2 separate regions of the Muntiacus reevesi genome follow, and region 2 is linked to region 1. A link is a contact called in public Hi-C data. All regions are on one chromosome and are shown on one strand. Each heading gives the region's core, a stretch centred on a gene start, on an enhancer-like site or on the middle of the called end of the contact. The rest is flanking DNA. Distances are from core to core; before and after follow the strand shown.

Region 1 (5,757 bases), core at 1,965-4,464:
TGTTTCTCCACCGTGGCTCTCCGGCCCATGCAGACTGGGTCATCCTCGGCTGAGCGGGGCTGTCGAGTCCACCCTCTGGTGCTGAGGGGCATCTCTGGACTCATCACCAGACCCCGGGACTTCCCACCCCCACGTGTGACGGGCAGATGTGGCTGCAGACGCTGCCCGATGCCTCCTGGGCACAAAACCGCCACATGCTGAGAAGTGCTCCTCTCCCAGCTTCTCCTTCTCGGACCAGCAGATGATCCCGGCCGAGACTGAGCGAACACGAGACACCGTGAAGGCGCAGGAGGACAGAGAAGCCCCCTGACTGAGACCCTGCGGTTAGACAGGACCCGCTGGCACCGAAGGCAAAGGCCTCCTGGGGCCCCGGCTGCCTCACCCTCTTCCTGGAGAACAGCTTGTCACCCACATCCTGTGCACGCGGGTGTAGGGGATGCCTGGGAACCAGCCCCGTTCGGTCGGCTCCCTCTCTGGAATGTGAAAACAGGAACCTCAGACAGAGGCTGGTCCGTGCTGGGCCCTGGGCTGAGAGGCCAGGAGGTCACTTCCACCTCACGGACACCCCCACCCCCACCCCGAGCCCTGCAGCAGAGAAAGAGCAACAATAGAAACATACGGAGCAACAAGGCATCTGGGGGCCTTGGAGAGCAGGGACTGGGGTGGTCACTCGTCAAACTTGATGGGGTGCAAAAGCCATTCTGAAAAGATAGAGACATGGGCAAAGCCAGAGAAAGAAGCCAGGACAGGAGACCCAGAAGCCAGGGTATGATCCTGGCTCTCGTATTTCAGCCCCATGTGGCCCGGCTGGAAAAGCTGCCTTTGGGCTCTGCAGAACATTCACTTCTTTCCACCACTTTCTAAGAGCCAAAGGGGAACTTTATTCAAAGAGACACAGAGACAGCAGGCAAGAGGAAGTGAATCTCAGACATGAGTGAAGCTGCATGGCGGGTAGGCTTCTGGATCAGCTAGGCATGGCGCTAGAGCGTGCCTGCAGGGCTGAGTGAGAGGTCTTACCCAGAGACATCAGGAGCCCGCACGTCTCCAGCATCACCTCCTGGTACAGCGTCCTCTGGGCCGGGTCTAGATGGCCCCACTCCTCCTGGGTGAAGGTCACAGCCACGTCATCAAAGGTCACACACACCTGTCAAGCAGAGGTAGCAGAGCTCATTTCTACAAGGTTGGTAAAGGTGCAGAGAGATCAAGACCTTAACCATGGAGCACTGCCTGAGGGCTAGATCTAGGCTGGGCTGAAGGGGAGATGAACAATGTTTTGGACATGATACAGCAGTGTATTACGAAGTCTGTAAGAGATGCCTCCTATGCAGGGCCACTGGAAAGTCACACAAGACAATGGAAGTGACGTGTGGGCTGGGAAATGCAGACAGGGCTCTAGGACATCAGAGGAATGAGTACATAATGGTAGTAACAGTATCGATAATGGTGACAGCAGCAGTACCTGCGCCTCCCTGGTCCTGCTAACTGCCTGACCCATGCTGAGGGCGTCACATCCTGGTTAAAGCAATTACAAGTGCCCAGTTCTTTTGTGGGTCTCCCGTGGTTTGCATCCAAACTCTTGAAACCCGAGACTTGCCAGGTGTGTTATCGTGGAGACATCATTCACTTCATCTCTCTGAGCCTCCGTTTCTGGATCAATACAATAACAGTTCCCACTTAACCAGTAACTGTCGTGAGCTTTAGAAAAGTATTCAACATTCCACGGGCTTTGGCATTTTCCTTGATTTTCCCACAGGCTCTGAGTAAATCTCTCATCACCTCCATGCCAGTCAATGACCTGAGGCTAAGGGAGCTCCACCAATCCACCCAACCGTGTGTCCTACAAACCAAAGGCAAGACTTTTAACGCAGGCCAGTGTAATTCAGGGTCTAACAGTGTAACCTGACATTCTTTCACCAAAGTGAACACCTAGTGATGAGGCTGTGAGGCATTTACAGGAAATGTTTGCTGTTAAATCCATTTCATCATGCCTGAAAATATTTCTGTGAACATGGACAGAGGAGCAGAGCCTTCATCACAGACCTCCTGGGATAAACGCCTGAAGGGGTGGATCTACCTGGGTAATGGCAGGGTCTGGACCAACTCCCTAGCCCCTCCTGGGTCCCGAAACTCCCAGGGAGATTCCGCAACGAACCGTTTAGCCTCTTTCTTCCTGGGCCCTGCCAAAACTCACCCCGTGCCAGGACTACGCCAGACCGGGGAGCAGAAGTGGCCAAGGCTAACGCTCGCTTTGGCCATGAGATTGGCCACCATGGCTGACCTGGCTGAAAGTGAGGGTAACATTCGGCAAAGCCCCACAGGATCTCGCCCACTCGAGACACGTCTCAGCATCTGGGAGGAACCATGGCAACCTCGCGGGCCTTCCATAACTTGACTTTGTCGGTGCACTCATCTCGCCCTCCAACGCCCAAGGCCGCCAGGTGGAGTAACACCAGGGGAAAGGGGGGTGGGGCAGGGTGTATCCTCGCAGTACACGGTGGGGTTGGGGGTTTACCAAATATGATGGGGGCTCCTCAGGTGGTTCAGCGATTACATAAAGAAAAAGAAGCCGCCGCCCATGGAGAGGGGAGCCTGGCGGGCTACAGTCCATGGGGTCGCAAGAGTCGGACACGACTGAGCGACTGAATAACAACCTGGAGGAGGCAGCAGTCATTTCTCTACAACTTCTGGGCACCTGTCAGAGCCCAGCAGCTTTCAAGACCGGGAATACATAAGTGACAAAGCGGCTCCACAAACCAGAGCAGACGGCCGCGGGGACACATCCGGCGTGCCTGCCGGAACCGCCTCAGTGCTCGAAAATGAGCGGTACCGTCACTGGCGTCCACGCACCTGGGTCCGGTGGGTCGGCACCGCCATGACGGGAGCTGCGGTCCAGGCCGCCCGGGGCGGCCCGCTGCCCCTCGCCTCCGCCCGTCTGGGCTGGGCGACCTCGGCTGACCGCCGCCCTCCGCGAACAAGCCGCCCCAGAGCCGGGCGCCGCCCTCGTGAACGCGGAGACCAGGGGCGCTGCTGAGGCCCGCACAGGCCGCGGGCCGGCGGGTGACCAGGGCACGCCACAGCCTAGGGACTCACGACCCGTTCAAAGGCACGAAGGGGATCCGCACCCCTCTGCTCAGGCCCCACGAAAGGCCTGGGGAGCCGCGCTGGCCCAGGTCTCCGCCCGTCGAATCCTGCCGGGAGCTAACCCTGTAGGCAAATGGCGTCCGCAGAGAGAAACCGGAAGTCCCGCCCACGCCTCAGGAAACGTCCCTACGTCATTGGCCAGCGCCCGCCTCAGGCGCACAGCCTCTGGGTAAGGTAGTCTCCGCTAGATCCGCGAAGGCGAGGAGCGGGGTAACCAGCGGGCTATTCCTCCACAGAAAAAGCTGAGGCCGGCCTAGACGTGCTTCTTCATACTGGATTCAAGTCGGGTGGACGAGGGGCCGGGGGCGAGAGGGTCTGTGCAGTGACCCAGGGAAACTGAGGCTAGCAGTGCTGGGACATTCGCCCCCGGTGGGGCCAAATGCAAAGGGTATGGGGCTGTGACCTGGGCTTGCAGCTGGCCGAGTGGTTTTCCTTACCCCGCTGCTCCTTCCTGGATCCTCTCTCTCTCTCTCTCTCCTTTTTTTTTTTGTTACTCAGCGAGGCTTCTGGGCTCTTAGTTTCCCGACCGGAGATGGAACCCGCATCCCTGCGGTGGAAACTCGGGGTCCTAATTGAGGTAGGAGCTAGATGGGCTTCAGGTTAGACGTTTACAACTAGCCTCCTGTTTGCATTTCCAGACACAAAATGTAGGTGGACTCCAGTCAAGGCATTTAAAATCAGCCCCCTGTTTGCCCTTCAAAATGGAAGTAACAGAAACGGTAACTATAGAGTCTTTGTTTCTTGTACACTGTGTTCAGTTCTGTCCGACTCTGCGACCCCATGGACTGTAGCCCGGCAGGCTTGTGTGTCCGTGGGATTTTCCCAAACAAGAATACTGGAGTGGGTTGCAGGACTGAACCCTTGTCTCTGGCGTCTCCAGCATTGCAGACAGAGTCTTTACCACCTGGGAAGCTCTTGTAAATGCCTTAAGATAATAGTCATGGCAAAGACAAGGGGGTAAAACCCTGTTTGGGTAAAGTATCCTCCTTTTTTGGGACAAAGGAGACACTGCACATGAGCAGAAAGGCTCCTTGGGGTCAAAAGTCAGGGGATAACACCAGGCCATGATGCGTCTCCTTCCAGAAGCCTTCACTTCAAGATCCATCTTGGCTGAGGGGGGTGTGTGTGTGTGTGCACCCAGGGGAGGGTCCTGAGACAGTTTAGCCAGGAGCGGGGTACAAAGTGAGATGATTGGCCAGAGGGAAGACAAAGACCCAGAGGGAAGACAAAGACCCAGAAAGCTGCCCCCTTGTAAAGGATTTAAACTTCCCAAAGTCATGACTCTTAAGTTTGCCCATGCACCTTTCTGCATGTATTTTTCAATAAACTTTTTACTTTACACTTTACTTTCTGCCTCCTTGCCTGAATTCATTCTTGACTAGGCATGCAAGGACTGGGGACTCAAGCCCTAACTGCTGGCCCCTGTGGTCCAGTGGTTAGGACTCCTGATCCGGAAAACGAAGACCTTGCTTCCAGCTACTGTTCACTGCCACTTACTAGTGTGTGCCTCCAAAATCATAACCACTGGACCACCAGCGAATTCCCGAGAGCCTCTTCTCGAAACCTAGCAGGACTGTGTGGAGCCTCCTCCACCACCACACCTCTCTGTGTCCCTACTTCTCGTTTGTGGCAGCAGCTTTAGTTGACTTGGCCTCCCTGATTTCCAAACGGTGGGCTCCAACAGCTAATCATTTTAAGAGGCAACAATTTGAACAAAGAAGAGGCAGTCAAACAGAGAAGGAGAAAATAACTTAAGCAATACGTCAATCTGTAGGACAGGGTCATAAGAGCTTAGCTCTCCTCAAGGAAGACAGTTAACAATATCTGAAACAATTTTTAAGTTGTTTTTTTATAGAAACCAAATTCCCACCAGGTGGAAACTGCTGACCTCAAACGCATAGACCACAGACTGCTTGGAATCAGAAGATTGATGGTCAGATTCCTGAACACCACCCTGCTACCTCAGCACCAAACAATCAGGAAATTCTCCATGAGCTGATCATGCATCCTGGGACCCTCTCCGCTAACACTGTCTTTAAAAACCCTTGCCTGGGGACTTCCCTGGTGGTCCAGGGGTTAGGAATCTGCCTGCCAGTGCAGTGGACATGGGGTCGATCCCCTGGTCCGAGAACTAAGATCCCACATGCTGCAGGGTCACCAACTATTGAAGCCGTCATGCTCTAGAGCCTGTGGTCAGCAACAAGAGAAGCCGCCACAACTCAAGAGTAGCCTGCAGTCTCTGCAACTAGAGAAAGCCTGAGCATAGCAATGAAGAGCCTGTGTGCCGGAAGACCCAGTGCAGCCAAATACTAATTAATTAATTATAAGTAAATGTGTTTTTTAAAAATAAAAACCCTCGCCTGAAGTCATCAAGGTGTTCAGGTCTTTTGAGTGTGAGCTCCCCATTCTCCTTGGTTTTCACCCTGAGATAAACGCTGTGCATTCGCCACAACCCAGTGTCAGGTTGGCTTTGCTGTGGATGGAGTGAGTGAACCTGAGTTTGGCTTGGTAGCATTCTAGGGGAACAGATTTTTTTTAAAGTAGCTTAAAAATTACCCTGACAAGGAAACCAGAAGTCCCATCTTGATGCACTGCATACATGCCCTACTGCACTTC
Region 2 (5,757 bases), core at 2,264-4,763, 250 kb before region 1:
AGTTGGAGATGGACAGGGAGGCCTGGCAAGCTGCGCCTGGGGTCACAGAGTCAGACATGACTGAACAACTGAACTGAACTGAATAATGGAAACAGTGACAGACTTTATTTTTGGGAGGCTCCAAAATCACTGCAGTTGGTGACTGCAGCCATGAAATTAAAATGACACTTGCTCCTTGGAGCAAAGGTTGAGCAACAACAACTCCTCCTTTTGGTTATGTCCTGTACAAAGTAGGGCTTGTACCCACCACGAATCTATGAAAGGGAATACAAATGGGCATGCGCTCAAGGCTGATTAGCAATTGTAATTTACATAACAGCAGGCTTTGTTGTTTATATCTCCCCATAATTCCACCTATGATAATTAGGTGTAGACTAGTCATAAACCCTTTATCAGCTCCTAACTGCCTAACTGCCCAAGGTTACTTGGAGAAGCTCCTGTGGTCATTTTGTATCCGCAGAGTGCCTAGGGCACATGAGTAGTAGTTGAAAAGTCTCTGCAGTTATTTTGTAGCATATATGTGAGTTCTGGGTATGTCTGGAATGGAGTTTAGAGATCAGCTTGCATCCCTTTCAGGCAGGCCTCCCCTCAACACTCATGTCTAACATTCTACCCAATACAACTAACCACCCTCCCTGACTTTCCAGTTTTTCTTAAAACTTTTAGGGAGTTCAGGGTTTTGGGCATGAGACATCCATTTCCTTACCTGTCTCTGCAGTGAACCTTTCACTGCTCCAAAACCCTACATTTTGGTATAATTTGGCCTCACTGTTGGTGGGCCACACAGACTTGCATTGAGTAACAGCGCTGCAGATATTGTGGTGGAGGAGAAATCATAGTGAGAAACTCTGCCAGACTCTCTAAAGACCATCCTTATTGTAGATGGGCTTGTATTTCAATGTCCCTGGGCAGCTGGTGCTCCAGTATTTCATTCTCTTGAAGGACTTAAAGAGGATCTTGAGGACCATAAGAAAGTGGTTTCCTTAGAGTGAACCAATTATATGTTACCAAGTGTCCTTTGCCAGTGCTATGCCCAATATAAAAAACCTGGTGATGAAGCAAAGACTGAGTTCTGAATGTAGGTGATGATATAGTCAAGGATCCCAAAAAACAAAAGCAAATAAAAAAACACATCAGTACATACACAACTCAATATGGCCTTGGCACCTGGCAAAGTAGTTTTATCAACAAAGGAGTACCAGCTCTGGCATCCCACGAAGGGGAGATGTTTTTATCTTTATCTCAAAAATGGACAGTCTTTACTTCTGGTCAGTGTATTCTTTTCTTTAATAACTAATGCAGATATGCAGTGCATATTTGATAAGCCACAAACAGGCTGTTTTGATTAGCCTAAAGTTCAAGTTAAATTATTGTATAAGCCAGAATGACTTTCCCATAACTTCAGTCACTTCAGTTCAGTTGCTCAGTTGTGTCCCTTTGCGACTCCTTGGACTGCAGCATGCCAGGCTTCCCTGTCCATCCCATACCTTAGTAAATGAAAATTTCTCTGGTCACTTTTCTCTTCTGATATTTTTGATACCTAAAATGAATTGAATACATCTGTGTATACAGAGTGAGAAATATTTCTGTAATAGGGGTAGGGCAGACCCTAGCTAAAGCAGTCCCACTAAGCCATTGGTTTCAGGGGTGCAGTGAACCCTCCACCTCTTCTGTATAAAAGTAACCTGCATCCAGACTGAGGGAAGATGGTTTTTTTGAGATGCCAGCCTGCCATCTTCTAGGTCTGCTAGCTTTCTGAATAAAGTCATCATTCCTTGTTCCAACAATGTCTTCATTGTCTTCCAGTTTATTGGCCTGTAATACAGTGAGCAGAGTAAGCTTGGGCCCCATAACATATCTTATAAAAAAAGTGTTAATTCCTGGGTTAGACACAAAAACTAATTGTAATGGCAGGACAAATAGTTTCTAGAGTAACCAGAGACACCAGAGTTGTCCACCTGTTCGGTAGCACCCCAAATCCCTACTGCACTTTCATGTCATGGTGGCCATGTCTGGAGTCTCTGTTGCTCTTGTTTCTGACTAAATCCTGAGGCCCACAGAAGCAATCGTAGCGCTTCACAATCCGGGTGTACATTTGATAACAACATACTATATATTAGCTTCCCACTATAGAGGTCTGATTTGTGTTAGCATCTGGTGTGTTCATTTGATTTTTCTGATGAGCATTCTCCATGTTGCTCAGTCGTGTCTGACTTTTTTTGCGACCCCATGGACTGCACCATGCCAGGCTTTCCTGTCCATCACCAATTCCCAGAGCTTGCTCAAACCCATGTCCATTGAGTCGGTGGTGCCATCCAACCATCTCATCCTCTGTCATCCCATTCTCCTCCCGCCTTCAATCTTTCCCAGCATTAGGGTCTTTTCCAGTGAGTCAGTTCTTCACATCAGGTGGCCAAAGGATTGGAGTTTCAGGTTGAACATCAGTCCTTCCAATGAATATTCAGGACTAATTTCCTGTACTCCAAAATCATTGCAGATAGTGACTGCAGTCATGAAATTAAAAGACGCTTGCTCCTTGGAAGGGAAGTTATGACAAACCTAGACAGCATATTAAAAAGCAGAGATATTACTTTGCCAACGAAGGTCCGTCTAGACAAGGCTATGATTTTTCCAGTAGTCGTGTATGGATGTGAGAGTTGGACTAAAAAGAAAGCTGAGCGCCAAAGAATTGATCCTTTTGAACTGTGGTGTTGGAGGAGACTCTTGAGAGTCCCTTGGACTGCAAGGAGATCCAACCAGTCCATCCTAAAGGAGATCAGTTCTGGGTGTTCATTGGAAGGACTGATGTTGAAGCTGAAACTCCGGTGCTTTGGCCACTTGAGGTGAAGAGCTCGGGTGAAAAGCTGAGAGCTCATTGGAGAAGACCCTGATGCTGGGAGTGATTGAGGGCAGGAGGAGAAGGGGATGACAGAGGATGATATGGTTGGATGGCATCACCGACTCAATGACATGAATTTGGGTAAACTCCGGGAGTTGGTGATGGACAGGGAGGCCTGGCATGCTGCAGTCCATGGGGCTGTGAAGAGTCGGGCACTGAGCGACAACTGAACTGGCTGGATCTCCTTGCAGTCCAAGGGTCTCTCAAGAGTCTTCTCCAACACCACAGTTCAAAAGCATCAATTCTTCGGCGCTCAGCTTTGTTTATAGTTCAATTCTCACATCCATACATGAGTACTGAACGTTTCTGTGTTGCGTTATAGAATACACTCCCTGGAAATATAGGCGTGCCTCCTTTAAGAGGATGCAACGCTTTGCCTAATCCTCAAACTGAAAGAAACCTTTTCCACGCGGTGTTAGCTAGGTAGCTCCACTTGTGACCTGGAGGTGGCGCCGATGCCCCACTTCATCGTTGGTGCTGTGGGAACTACATTACCCAGGAGTCTCGGCAGCTCTGGGCCAATGAAGCCCCAAGAAAGAGGAGTTTCCGTTCACAGGGACGATGCCTGGGCGGGACTTCCTGTTCTCGTTTTGGGCGGACATATTGTTTGCTTTCGGATTAGTCCGCCAGCTCCGGCTCCAGAAGGCTACGTCACACAGGAGGTGACGCGAGGCGGAAAACGTGAGCGGCGTTGTTGCTCTGAAGAGCGGCGGACTTGAGGCTTGGTAGCGGCAGTGCTCGGGTGGCCCGGCCGCCGGAGCCCGGCACCTAGCACCTGTCGCTCTGTAGCTGCTCGTCTTCCCCAGTCCTCGGGTGCCGATGGCGGCCGCCGTGCTGACGGACCCGGCGCAGGTGGGTGCTGCGCCCCCGGGTCCTCCCTCGACCTCCGTCTCTGAATCCTGAAGCCTCGAAAGAAGGAAGCCTCAGAGCCCCAGCTCTGGGCCCTGTGTCCCGACTGTGGGGGCGCTCTTGGGCGGACATTTCTGACAGCCCGCGTGATGGGATGACAGGACGTTACAGAAGGTGGGGCCGGAATGTGCAGAGCATTTGGGAAACCTGGAGTCTGAGTCTTTGGTGTCTGAAAAGATCAGAGGGTCGGAGCAGCTGTGCCTTCATTCTGAAGGTGATGGGAGCACGGAAGGTTCTAAACAGACCACCAAAGATGATCTAAAATGTAGACTGTCCAGGTGTGAACAGACTTGACCTGAGAGTGGGGACAGTGGAGCCCAGCAATGTGGAGGGGTAGTCCAAGGCCGCGCGGTTGTTAGATGGCCCTGAGGACACACAGGGTGTCCTGTCACACAGGGTGGACTGCACACAGGGTGGACTGTCAGCCTCAGGTCCTTGTGGCAGAGCAGCAACAGGAGAGAGGCCTGAGGCTCTCGTGGGGCTCTTTCGTGGTTGCTTCTCTCTCACAGTCTCCCTGTACCTACAGGTTCTCCGACCTCGGAAGTAATTATGGGGTTTATACAGGTGAGACAGGATGTCCCGTCTCTTATCGATTCCACCTTCACCCTCACCCATCAGGGTTCCAGGATTGTGATGTCATAGAACACTTTACCTTGTACTCTCCCAGCTCTTGAGTCTGAAGACCCCTGAGAAACACCAAGCTCAGAGTTTTTTCAGTCCAGTCCAGGAGTTATATGGCAGGGCTCTGACTCCTGGTGACCATTGGAATAAGGTGTTTCAGTTTTTCTAGGCACAGGAACCAGCATACCTGATGGTGAGATTGAATTGGGAATTTTTTTTTAAATACAGATCTTTACCAAGTCTGGTAGCAGGAGTGAGGCCTGAAATGGCCAACTGAGCAGCTAGGCCTCTGTTCTGAGGGTCCTGTAGCCATGGCAGATGTGGAGCAGAGGAGGGAGGTGATCTGATCTGATCTCCATTTTCACAGCTTCCCTGTAGATTCCAGGTTTGATCTCTGGGTTTGGAAGATCCCTTGGAGAAGGAAATGGCAATCCACTCCAGTGTTCTTGCTTGGGAAATCCCATGGACAGAGGAGCCTGGCAGGCTACAATTCATGCGGTCGGAAAGAGTTGGGCACACGTTAGTGACTATACAGCAACAACGACAATTCTGAATTTCAAGTGGAGAACAGGCCGTGTGGTGAGGGTTGAGGACATTAGGATAGAGGGGAGGAGAAAGACTGGGGAGAAGGCTGCTTCTGTATTCCAGGCAAGTTGTAATAATGGATGGGGCAGAGGGGTCGCTGTGTAGATGGAAGCATTTGGGTCAGATTTTCTGTGTAGGAAAGAGACAGCCCCAAGGTGTTAGGCCGTATCAGTCAGACGGGTAGAAGAGCCATCAGCTGAGGTGGGCAAGTTAGTGGTAGAAGTAACTCTGCTTAGGGGTATCAGTAGTTTTTTTGTGGCCACGTGGAGAGTCTGAGATGTGCCAGAGAACCCTTGGAGTGTCCAGTGAGCTGCTGGACACAGGGCTGAAGTTATATGGAGGGGTTCAGGAGAGAGACATCCAAAAAGTAGAAGATGGCATGTACATAGGTTGACAAGGGAGAAACTACAGCAACAGAACAGTACCCTCCTGCTGCGTCCAGCACAGCTGGTGAGAAAGACCTGATATGGCAAGCATGTAAGGAAAAAACAGACACATATAATTTGGCAAGTGGGGAGTCGGGACCCTCCTGCTCTCCATGACAGGAAGACAAAATGTCTCCTTTCAGCCCACACTTTTATTGGCAGAAGTCACATGAGATCATTAGAGAAGAGCTGCACTGGGGAGTTTGATCAGCACACTGTAAAGGGGGAGTAAAGTTATGGCTCTGCTGTTGATTAGGAACATCTTGTTTTGTTTCCATGGGGATGGACTCAGGCAGGCAGTGAAACAGAGCAGAGAGC

Evidence for each region. Hi-C and Micro-C count contacts between places; a contact is called where the count stands out from the background.
Region 2: a Hi-C map of blood shows a contact between it and region 1, with 2.6 times the contacts expected there. The contact joins the promoter of ZNF772 here to the promoter of ZNF264 in region 1. A contact is called at or near these places in 2 of 3 Hi-C or Micro-C datasets (blood and muscle).

What each region holds. Positions count from the first base shown.
Region 1 is chr2:279,255,294-279,261,050 of mMunRee1.1, reverse strand. It overlaps ZNF264 (zinc finger protein 264), which reads right to left and starts at 3,214. Exons shown (of 5, transcript XM_065926878.1): 1 at 2,848-3,214; 2 at 1,460-1,647; 3 at 1,018-1,144. The coding sequence starts at 1,495.
Region 2 is chr2:279,510,104-279,515,860 of mMunRee1.1, reverse strand. ZNF772 (zinc finger protein 772) reads left to right here and starts at 3,513. Exons shown (of 3, transcript XM_065926914.1): 1 at 3,513-3,751. The coding sequence starts at 3,719.